Regions from separate parts of the Mus musculus genome. Here all the other regions are linked to region 3. The links are chromatin contacts, called in public promoter capture Hi-C maps. All regions are on one chromosome and are shown on one strand. Each heading gives the region's core, a stretch centred on a gene start, on an enhancer-like site or on the middle of the called end of the contact. The rest is flanking DNA. Distances are from core to core; before and after follow the strand shown. Region 1 overlaps Dst (dystonin). Region 2 overlaps Dst (dystonin). Region 3 overlaps Dst (dystonin).

Evidence for each region. Capture Hi-C pulls out chosen DNA fragments and counts their contacts.
Region 1: a promoter capture Hi-C map of adipose tissue shows a contact between it and region 3. The contact joins two enhancer-like sites. A contact is called at or near these places in 1 of 484 Hi-C or Micro-C datasets (nephron progenitors), 1 of 115 datasets of contacts at active chromatin or transcription factors (large pre-B cells) and 3 of 9 other capture datasets (adipose tissue, liver and pancreatic islet).
Region 2: a promoter capture Hi-C map of adipose tissue shows a contact between it and region 3. The contact joins two enhancer-like sites. A contact is called at or near these places in 6 of 484 Hi-C or Micro-C datasets (brown adipocytes, embryonic stem cells, hemogenic endothelial cells and 1 more), 15 of 115 datasets of contacts at active chromatin or transcription factors (astrocytes, craniofacial prominence, embryonic hindbrain and 7 more) and 2 of 9 other capture datasets (adipose tissue and pancreatic islet).

What each region holds. Positions count from the first base shown.
Region 1 is chr1:34,252,784-34,256,710 of GRCm38.p6, forward strand. It overlaps Dst (dystonin), which reads left to right. Exons shown (of 103, transcript NM_001276764.1): 68 at 28-234; 69 at 3,449-3,568; 70 at 3,759-3,866. Among named protein-coding and RNA genes, the nearest start is that of Gm26788, 77 kb to the left of the region's middle. Within about 2 kb of position 1,393, at least 33 of the 459 cell types and tissues checked have an H3K27ac peak or open chromatin away from gene starts, as enhancers often do. A contact at or near this core is called in adipose tissue, where this site is marked.
Region 2 is chr1:34,137,932-34,141,690 of GRCm38.p6, forward strand. The region is part of intron 9 of Dst (dystonin); the gene reads left to right. Among named protein-coding and RNA genes, the nearest start is that of Gm51742, 4.7 kb to the left of the region's middle. Within about 2 kb of position 2,365, at least 138 of the 459 cell types and tissues checked have an H3K27ac peak or open chromatin away from gene starts, as enhancers often do. A contact at or near this core is called in adipose tissue, where this site is marked.
Region 3 is chr1:34,000,822-34,004,675 of GRCm38.p6, forward strand. The region is part of intron 3 of Dst (dystonin); the gene reads left to right. Among named protein-coding and RNA genes, the nearest start is that of Dst, 95 kb to the left of the region's middle. Within about 2 kb of position 1,705, at least 1 of the 459 cell types and tissues checked has an H3K27ac peak or open chromatin away from gene starts, as enhancers often do. A contact at or near this core is called in adipose tissue, where this site is marked.

The sequences.
Region 1 (3,927 bases), core at 143-2,642, 250 kb after region 3:
TTACCCATGCGTTTATATGTTCTCAAGGAACTGAAAAACGAAGTCAGGAGCAACAAAGCCTTAGTGGATTCTCTCAATGAAGTGAGCAGTGCCTTGTTGGAACTGGTGCCCTGGAGGGCCAGGGAAGGGCTCGAGAAGACGATTGCCGAGGACAATGAACGCTACCGACTGGTGAGCGACACAATCACGCAGAAAGTGGAGGAGATCGACGCTGCCATTCTGAGGTCTCAGCAGGTAGGACCGGCGCCTTGTTGCCGAGGTGCACTCAAGCTGCCCAGGGTCTTTACCTGAACAAACGTGTCTTGCTGCTGGATTCCCACTCCAGTTGCTGTGCTTCTGAAACGAACGTGGGGGTTTCAGTAGACTTTCGCCGGGCTATGTCTGAGCACCAGGGCTCTACTAATCTACACACGGTTAGCAGGCACCTGCACCCATTACGTCACAGGCAGCACCTGCCACACAGGGAAAGCCTCGTTTTCCAAACAGAATGCTCTGTGTCTACGTACATGCGTGCCGCTCACACTAGTCTTATGCCTAGACTGATGTATCTGTGAGCAGTCTGAATTCGTATACAGGTTGGTATCTACTGTCCCATGGTCATACTTCTGTATGCAAAGAGAAAGTCTCTGTTTTTAAAAAGGAGTTTTCTTGGTTGATGTAGAGTTTTTTCCAAAGATGACTAAAGGGGGAAAAAATTATAGTTTCTGACCTGCCTGTGGCTCGCACGGTTTCTACTCCAAAGTTTCAGAGAATTCTGCTGTTAGCCACAACCCTGTGGAAAATGGTGAGCGGCGAAGACAGTCCCTGGAATGGAAAGTTTAACTTCTATCCTTGTGGATATTTACATTTAAGTTGTGAGGCTCTCGTTGCAAACTCTGCAGGGGGTCATACGGGTTTGTAGGATACCTCCAGCAGGAGATGTGCGACCGACCTCTTCAGTCACACCAGGCAAAAGCAAGAACCACACACAGACTATGGGAGGGAGTCTCCGAAGCTGGGTTTCTAGCATTGTGTAATCGTAATTTGTAGGTTCTAAAGCCTCATGCCCTGCCCGTCGTTTAATATACCAGTCAAGGGTCACAGAGGCTGGTGGGAGACCAGGATAGCTCCCTGCTATCATTTCTCCCTGCTCACATTTCTGTGAGGCGCATTCATGCCCGAGGAATGTGTTTGCCTGCCTGTTTTACAGTTTGCAGGAATCTGTGTGCTTCGTTGTTGTAGCAAAGTGGGTTTGTTTATTCGTGAAGTTGATTCAGCTATTTTAAAATACCGGATTTTTTTTTTCATGAAAATTTATTTGAACATTTAGGGGCTGGCACCCAAGCCTTCTCTGAGTAACAAGACAAATATTGTGTCCTTTGGGAGCAGGGTTTTCTCGAGCACTTAACAGTGCTCAGTTAGCTGAATGATGTAAGACAGACACAGACTGAATGACGGGTTGAGTTCACATTGCTTAGCACACACTGGAGCTTGCCCAGTCACTAGCTACAGATCAGCTACCATAAGAAATGTTTGCAAGTGTTTCCCAAAGGTTTGGTTTTAAATTAATCAGGTTAATGTCATAGTTCTTGAACCTAAAATATCAAAATGTGCCCTTAGAGAAAACAATATTGGCCAGGCATGATGGTCTAGATCTTTCATGCCAGCACTCCAGAGGCAGACAGATGGATCCCTTCCTGGTTTTTATATGGATTTAAACTTGATTTTATTTGCCTGTATCCATTTTCAGTGTGGCAGCAACAACTGGGGGTGTAGGACTAGGGGGAGATAAAGCCCCACGTCCCCTTGGGCTCTAGGGCATGTGCCTCATTTTCATTCGGTGGGGCTGGCCATTCCAGCTCTCTGCACAGCCTCTCCTGATGGCACAGTGAGGGAGGCCATGATGGTCTAATTAATACTGGGTGTCAAGGAGGAGACCCTGAGTCCTCACTGTGTCTGTTAGTTATGATGCCAGTAAGATACAGCAAAGGAAAAGTGCGTCGGCATTGTTACTACGAGGCAGGCTGAGGTATGGACTCCACATCACTCTCCGTTTACACTGTAGGATGACTCTTAGCTTTGGGACAGTGGGAATAAAACTTTGTACCCTGCTTAACATCATCACCACGGAAGGGACATGGTCACAGACTCAAGGGTGAAACCCTAGGCTCCTCATGCCGCCTCTCTTGGCATGAGTGCGGTGGCTTGAATGTGATTGGCTTGGAGTGGGTATTGTATGTTAATTGCCTCATTAGGCTGCCCCGTCCCATGTTCTTTGGCTAGAGAGAACAGGATTCTCCCGGGCCTGTGTCTGCACCCATTGGTGTGTAAGGGTAGTCTGTCCATTCTGTACCTAACCTTGGATAGGTGAGGCTCTAAGAAATAGCAGAGAACGTATCACCCTTGGGGTGTTGATCCTCAGGACACAAGGTTCAAAGCACTCTGCCTGGCTCTAGACGCTGCAGCTGTGTGACCATATGCCATGCTTGGGGATTCTAGATGTACTTCTGTTGGAATGAGGAAACTTGGTCTGTTCTGTCTTCTCGAGTGTTTACATTGTGTTAATGTAGAGTCCTTTTTTATTGGTTATTTTATTTATTTACATATAAATGTTATTGCCTTTCCTGCCTTCCCCTCCACAAACCCTCTATCCCATGCACCCTTCCCCTACTTCTCTGAGGGTGCTTACCCACCCACTCCCGCCTCCCCACCCTGACATTTCCCTATGTAGAGTCTTTAAAGTAGAATTACTTTATAACTTATTTTTGAGCCCTGCCCATCTCTTTTCCTACCTAATTACTCTCCCCTACTCCCACCTGGATTTCCAGCAGGGCAGTCACAAAATTACCAACAGTATTAACTCCGGCTTTTACTTTCCCCTGACTACTCTGGGCTTTAACATCCTCTACCAGGCTATGAATTGCTGGTACACTAAGGAAGAGAAACTCAGACATCTGTGAATGACCACGAGTACATTCAAAGTCCGGGGTTCCATGGGGCGTTTACATGTTGTGCACGAGTTGTCTGAGCACATTCTTCACACATGGGTACAGATATGTACACACACATTGAGACATAAACCCCTACAATAAGGAAATGGTAGTGTTTCATTATTTTATCACGGAACCATGTGCTTGGACGGCACAGCACTCCCTGCCCTTCCGAGAATTGACGTCACAGGGAAAAAGTTATTTAAAATGGTATCTACTGTCAGGTTTTCTGGCAGTTAATGTTTGGGATGTAAGATGCCTGAAAAGGCCGCCATGGCACCTGCCATCCTTACATCCTAACTGCGATGTCACGGTATGGCAGAGCTACGAGCTTGTGGACAGAGTTCTCTTAAGATGCTATGGAAAGAGAAACTGAGAGTCTCCAATTAGGAAGCAGGTATTTAGAAGTCACACAAATAGGTAATATTTCTGGCACCAGCCACAGGAACCTGCTAACCTAATTATTATCTTTTGTTTAGTTTGAGCAAGCAGCAGATGCCGAGTTATCCTGGATCACTGAAACACAGAAGAAATTAATGTCTCTGGGTGACATCAGACTTGAGCAAGACCAGACCTCTGCTCAGCTGCAGGTTCAGAAGGTGAAGAAATGCACTTTCAGTCTCTGTCTGCGTTACGTGTCGCCAGGCTCCAAGTCTAGAAAACATATCCATGTGGTTTTGCTTTCCAAGACCCTGTCCGTATAACTTGCTATTTTCAACTACTTTGCTTGCTCGCCTTCACCGAATCATACCGTGTCTTTGTATTTTGTCTTTGTTCGGTAAATCCCAGGCTTTCACCATGGATATTTTGAGACACAAAGACATCATTGATGAACTTGTTACGTCTGGGCATAAAATCATGACCACATCCAGTGAAGAGGAGAAGCAGTCAATGAAGGTATCACCTTGTCTGAATGCTGGCCAGTAAACTCCAAATGAATAGCATCCCCTGAGATTCT
Region 2 (3,759 bases), core at 1,115-3,614, 140 kb after region 3:
TAGTAGTATTGTCATCTAGAATATCTACAAGAAACAGGTTTGCTAACCTAAGTAAACAGTATTTAATTAACAGGTCAATATCCTAAGATTTTTACATAGTTTAGTTTTCTGATTTTTATGTCCAAAGAACTATTATATGAAGTTGAATAAAAAGTAATTTTTAAGGGTACCATAGACTTTGTAATTTGAAATTGTGCACAGAGGTCAAAAGAATGCAGTGGTAGAAGAGTGCTTACTCATGGAGAAATATAGAATGTTTGCACTCACAAGAACATATACAATGTTAGCACTCATGGAGACATATAGAATGTTAACCACATAGATGGATGTCTTGGCTCCAGCAGAGGTCTGCAGTAGAATATGCTAGTTTTTAAAAAATAAACAAGCTGGGCCATGGAGTGCCAAGCTGGGCATGGGCCTTTAATCCTGGCACTCAGGAGGCAGAGGCAGGTGGATCTCTGATTTCAAGGCCAGCCTGGTCTACAGGACAGCCAAGGCTATACAGAGTAACACCGTCTCGAAAAAACAAACAAAACTCATGAAACAGACTGTTGCCTTCATTTTTATTAATACTAAAAAATGTTCAAATGCTAATTCATCTGCCTGCATCATACGCCTTTTAAGAAATAATGAATGTGACTGGTGTGATGTTGTCATTCCTGGGATATTTCTGTATGCTGCTGATTGTAAAGAGAAGGAAGTGTCGACCTGAACAGGGTGGTCCTGCATCCTTAATGATTCATGAGAGTTAGCAAAGATGTAGAAAGTGCTCATGAGCTGGAAAGGAGCCCATGCGTTTGTAACTGCCAAACAAAGGTCTTCGTTTCTCTCCGTCAATCACTGAGACACAATATTAATGGCTGAACTTAGAGTTAGCTAACAATGAAAATCATGTAATATGGACAGACCTATTAAAATAAAAATTAAAGCATATTAAAATACTTAGCTTAAGTAAGAGCAAAATCACAAATTCTATAGTGTTAATAGGTCCCATTACCCAGGAGCAATAGAGAGCCTGGCTTATGGTCCAGGTAATAACGAGAAAATAGGGAGATTATAAAGAACAGTTCTTGGGGCTTGTTTAAATAGGTCATGGATAAATTAATTTTCCCCAGTTAAATCTTACTAGATGTTGCAGCTGTTCCCAGCTCCTTTAGGAACCTCTGCTTTTCCTGCTCAGTTTTCATGGAAAGAGTTCAAATGATGACAATGCCACGTGCCTGCTTCTTTCGCTTGTTCAGTTCACATAAGTTTGATGCTCTTTGATCTATAATAAAACTCCTTTCACGGAAAACAGTGAGTGAGAGGTTGTCAGCGTGCCTCACTGCAAATAAGCTCAGAACTTTGTTATTCAAAAGAATAATCTGGAAGGCTGGATTGGATGCCTTTAACTGAAAGGAGCGTCAGAGAAGGGAAGGAAGCATCTGATGAGTCAGCCTGTTACCAAGAGAGGATGAGGGAGAAATGGCAAAGAGCTGAGAGCCAGGGCGCCCCAGAGACATTCTCCAAGCAGGATGAGAGCCAGGTGGAGGTAGCAGAGGTCCCTGTGGCCACTGCTGCATGCTCCAGAGAGGTGGAGATTCCAGGAGCACTGCAGGTGGCTTCTGCCCTAAGTCTGCTCACAGGTCTCTCACCAAGAGGGAGAAACCTCTGACTGTGAGCTTGAAGTTCCGCTCCGGAGCCAACTTTGGTCAGCCTCTCCAAGTGGGAGCTTTCCCCAGACCTCCTGAAAACCGGGTTCCAAACAGCCGCACTGGCCGGCATCAGTGTGAAGATGCAGCTGCCTGCACACTAGAGTGAACTTGAATCTGTAGACCAGAAAGAGCAGGGAGAAGGACAACGGGCCCTGAGACCCTGCAAGATGATGCGGGAAACCCCAGGGTCTCAGGACCGGAAAGCTGCGGGTGGGGGGTACACTTCCAGGAGAGGTTATTTCTGCTAACTAGTATCTGCCTGTCCCGCTCTTGTCTTTAATTTACCTGTTCATTCAGTCCCAGTTAATTCTCTGCATTCTTTCCATGGGCTTGTTTTAAATATATTAGCCAATTAACATTGGAAATTTTAGGCAATACTTTGCAAGAACATGCCCTTTAAACTATTTTCTAATTAAGGAGGACATAGTTTAGTATTAATTATTTTGTTCATAATTTGCATTTTGCATTGAAATTTTTTGGGGACACTATGCTTCATCATATGAAAATTTTAACAATCTTTTAATTGGGTAACTTTCCCCAGAAGGCTGTGGTCAGAGTCTTCTTGTTTAATCATGTGACCTGCAGGCTGTTGACTCACACTGAGTCCTTGATTCAGTCAGTCCTTAGCAGCTCAACTGGGTTGGACTGGTTTAATAGTGGGCGGAGGCCCTTGAGGGTTTGAAATGTTCTCACAGGAAGGTGTGTGAGTGTTGTTGGCTGGGTAGTTCTTTCGCTCAGTCCTCGGGCTGCAGAGTCTGGATACATGAGGGTGTGTGCACACGTGTGCACTCACCTGCCTATTATAGGTTCCGGTTCCTGTGACCATAAGCACTGGTGGCTACTAATCTAAAACAAAGCAACAACCAAAACAGTGCTTCATTTTACAAAGGCAATCAAATGGTTTGTTTACAAAAGGAACCCAGAATGGTTGCACTCAGAAGGAATTAGACCCTGGTAACTATCGACGCATTTAAAGCCAGGAAAGAGCCAGTGTGCACTGCATTGAAGAGAATAAGGAATATGGCTAGGTAGTGTGCATCTGCTTGCCATTTTTATTGCATCTATTTTTACACTTAATTGGGGGGAGGGTACAATTTGGCAAATAAGTATCAGAGGAAATACCAGCCTGTTTTACTTTGTTTTTGTTCCTGGCCCTCTTGCCCAGCCTAGTTCAGAGACCAGCGGGGTGCTGAGTCTTCCCTTAGGAAGGAAAATGGATACTTACTGACACAAAGAAAGCTGTTCCCGTTGTTCCATTCTTGAGGAGAACACCTCAGTGTTCATTGCCTTAATGGGAGGGCTGCCAGTGCAGCCTGCCCAGTGGCAGCAGGATAAGCCTGGGCAGGCTCGAGCAGACACTCCCTGCCAAGGTCCCTTTCCCTTCCATAGTACCCTGTTCTGTGATTGGAACATAGTTTATTTAAAATGCATAATTGGTAGACACCTTTGTTGTTGTTTTTTTCCCCATCGAAATGTTGAATTTAACTTTGTGTTATGTGTGGATGTGTGAATCTTTGTAGAATAAGGTTCTTGGACTGTGGCATTTCCCTTCCACGAGGCTTTTGAGAAATGAATATTTCCCAGTTTAATTGTACTCTGCTAGGTCTCCTTATCTTTTTCCTGTTCTAAACTTTACCCTTTTACTCACTGAATTATTTACATTTGTTACTTAAAAACACATCAAAGCTGAAATCATAGACATATTTTTCTGTGGTTAATGCACATGGTGTTCATCAAAACATCAGCTATACCATGAGTTGAGGGAGGAAAGTGAATTAGCTAGGCAGATTTTCGAGTGGTGTGATGACTTCAAACATTACAGTGTTGTGACTGGGGAGGTGGCTTGGTGGGTAAAAGTGCTTGCTGTGAAAGCAACATGCCCTGAGTTCAAATCCCCAGTACCCACATATAACTGAGGTATGGCTGCATGTGCCCAGTAACCCCAGGGTTGGGTGATGGAGATAGGGGATCCTGACAGAATGCTGGATTCAGCTTAGCTGAAATGGTGGGCTTCCAGCTTAATGAGAGTCTCAAAATAAAACGTTTCCTCCCTAGCATGCCAAAT
Region 3 (3,854 bases), core at 455-2,954:
GCTTACAAGTTCACAGGTTCAGTCCATTATCATCAAGGTGGGGACATGGCAGCATCCAGGCAGGCATGATGCAGGAGGAGCTGAGAGTTCTATATCTTCATCTGAAGGTTGCTAACAGAATACTGGCTTTCAGGCAGCTAGGATGAGCTAGGATGAGGTATTAATGTCTACACCCATTGACACACCTACACCAATCAGGTCACACCTCTTAATAGTGCCACTCCCTGGGCTGAGCATATATAAACCTTCATAAGGATTTTCAGTTTTACCTTGTGCATGAATACACTGTGGTCAAGAACACAGGCTTTGCTGTTGAAAGGACCAAAATAGAGGTCTCTGGCTTCGCCTCGTAAGACAGTGGATGTGGATAAGTCTTCCACCTCCCCTAAGCATCTTTCTGTTTGGATTGTCGTTTCAGATGCTTGGCTAGCAAGTGAAATGCTTGTTCTAGTCCCCGATTACAGTCACCCATTAAATGAAGCATCTAGGTGGCATATGCTGGCTAAGCTGGAAGAAAGCCTATCTTAATCCCAGCTAAGACGATTTCGAATTTGAAACCGTGCCTCTGATGGGAACTTCAGTTAATTTTGCAATCCCTTGCTCACGATATGTACCAGTTAAGATGTGGGAATCAACCAAGTGTTCAACAGTGATTGGACAGATAATCAAAATGCAGCCTCTGGGAACCGGGTGTTACTTCTAAGCCGAAAAACAAGAGGAAGCTTTGATACTTGTGAAAAAGGGAAGGAGGATGTGGGATCACACTCCTGAAATCCCAGCGTTTGGGAGTCTGATGCAGGGTGTTGGTGGATTTGGAAGGCACCCTGGACAACTGTGGTCAAGGCTAATCCAAGCTCGGCAGTGAAGCCCGATTTCAAAAACCAACCAACCAACCAAGGTTTGAGGGTGAAGCACCGTGGTGACGCCAGGATACTGCTCAGTCTCTGGGCTCGATCCCCAATCTCCTGACCACAAAAGCAACTGAAAGTTTGGGACCCTTTCCCCCGAAGCAAGAGTGGTCCAGAGACTACTTCTGGTTCCCTAGATCAGCACACTGACTAGTTCTGTTTAATGCAATTAAAAGTAATTACAGATGCCAAGTTTCCTCAGTCTGCATCTCCTAAGGACTGGGCTACCTTTCCTACAACCACCAGATCATCGCCACACCTTAGAAACTTAATAGTCCTAATATACCTGATAAACCATCTTGACTTGGGTTTAGAGATTCTCAATTTTCCCTAGGATGAGCTTTTAGCTTTTTTTTTTTTAAGTTAAAAGAATGTAGAGTTCTATCAAGGTTCATCTCTCTCTCTCTCTCTCTCTCTCTCTCTCTCACACACACACACACACACACACCTGCACACATGCACACATGCACACATAGGGACATTTTTGGTGGCTCCTTTTTCTGTTCACATCCCAAGAGAGTACTTTCTTTTTGGGAAGTACCTATTTCACACTATGGATTGTTTTGCAGAATCTAGGACTAACATCTGTATAATCAAGATTTGTGTAAATTTATTATCATTATTATTATTTAAAGACAAGATGTGGGTAGATGCTGAGTTGGTGGGGCAGAATGTATTCTCCAACTCTGAATGTCCCGATCTTTAGCAAAATCCTCCCCTTTGGCCTTGTTTCCCACTGCCTTTGGAGAGTACCCAGGGCCAAGACCATTTCCTGGCAGTAGCTCACAGACCAGGCTGTGTAGACCCAGCCGCAGCCAGCTACACAGTCCTGCTGCTGATGTCGCAGAGTCTGTCCTGGGATGTCAGTTAGGAAGTTATTCAAAACTGTCACATTATCTAATTATCCTGGCATTAGGGAATTTCGGTTGCTTTTGTAGCATAGAAAAGTTAGAGTGAATCTTTTTTTTTTTTTTAAAGATTTATTTATTTATTATATGTAAGTACACTGTAGCTGTCTTCAGACGCACCAGAAGAGGGCATCAGATCTCATTACGGATGGTTGTGAGCCACCATGTGGTTGTTGGGATTTGAACTCTGGACCTTTGGAAGAGCAGTCGGGTGCTCTTACCCACTGAGCCATCTCACCAGCCCTAGAGTGAATCTTTTAGTGGCCTAATTTGATTGTTAGTTTAATAGCCAAGGTTGTGGAAGACCTGGTGCAGGGTTGTTTGGTTTATTGAAGCCTAGAGTTTTTGCTTCTTTGGTTACCGAGATTCAAGTGCGTACAGACAGAACCCACCAGCTTATGAGACGAAACGCCAGCCCTGCCTTCACGATCCCAGTGAGCCTTTCCCTTTCTGGAGAACCAGTTTCTTCCTCTGTTTCCTTGTTATCAGCAGGTGGAGATGACAGAGAGTGGTGTGAATTGGAGTCCTAGCCCCGGGGTCAGGAGGCCAGAGACTCCCATACATCTGCTAATGTAGTTTGTGCATAATTGTTTGTTTGCTTTGCTCTGGGAAGAGGCTACAGGGGCTCCGTTCACTTTCTGAGGACCTCCTGAGCTCCCAAAGCAAAACGCTAGTTTTCATATCCGATGTTTTCTCTGGGCATTTCCTTTTGGTGATTTCTTTTGTTTGTTTGAGTTTAAAAACTGTCAGAAACAAACAAAACTTGTTAATCTTTGTCACTGCCCAGAGCTAACCACTACTAAACAGTAATATATCCATATTTAAACACGTAAGGGGGGTACATATGTGTGTATGGATTTTTTAAAGCTGTCATATATTATTTCCTCTTTTGTTAAATGTAGATCAACATGTTTGTTTAATTTCTGCAGGGTAACCTGTGCTATCGATACAGTATATTTAACTAATTCCCTATGGATGAACATTTGTATTTTGATAGGAATCGGTCTTTAAGCACCAGTAGAATTAGAAATAGCGGCTTTTGTTGCGTAAGGGACTCCTTTTCCTTTGTCCCACTAACTTAAGCCCCTCATCAAAGGTCAGGCTGCAGTGTTTGGGCCAGGGAGTTGTTTATTGTCTCCAATTAAATAAAACACCATACTGTTCTCTCCAGCCCTAAGATAGTAGCAAGATTTGGCAAGTCATTACAGATCAATAAGGAATATAATAGTTTATATGAACTCTCCACTTTGAAGTAGCTTCATTTAAATATATTATCAATTTTAAGCTTTCAAATAGGCTTTAATTTTGTAGAGTACTTCCAGTCCTAAAAGTGATTTGTGTGTGTGTGTGTATGTGCACAAGAGCGCGTGCATTTTTGGGAAAAAAAAGTGAAATACTGTAATTGTTAAAAGGCTTGAACCCCGTAGACAAGAAGGGACATTATTTCATATAATGTGTCTGATATAAATGTGTGTGGCCCCTATATTCCTGGAGTAAATTGTTGAAAGATGTGGCCCTGAGTATGTTTCTTACTGTTCTCTCTTATCTGGTTATCAATGACATGACCAGATTAGAGGCTGTGCCAGTCAACACCCTGGGGTCCAGGGTAGTAACTGTCCCATCTGGCTGTGGGGTGATTAATAGTGGTGCTGGCATGGCATAAATCACATTTTGTTCTTCAGTCAGCTGAGACTCTGGCCATTAGAAAATTTACTCTGCAAAAATCAATAGCCAGTGATTTTTGGAAAAGAGCAGTTATTCTCTCCCCCCACCTCCATAAACATTAACAAATTACTGTCTCTCTAAAATAGTATAGAAATACAATCTCAGAGATGAAGTAAGGACCTTAAATAAGGACAAATAGGAAGCCATTTTGAGGAACCCAAGGCAACCAAAGAAACCCAGTAGCCCTTAAACGTCTTTAAAATGCCACCCTTCCTTCCCTTCAGATTCCGCAAATGACGAACCTTAGAGAACTCAAGTTGAACTCAAGTTGAAGTTTCACAAAAGCTCGGGAAAATAAATTAAGTTCATAACA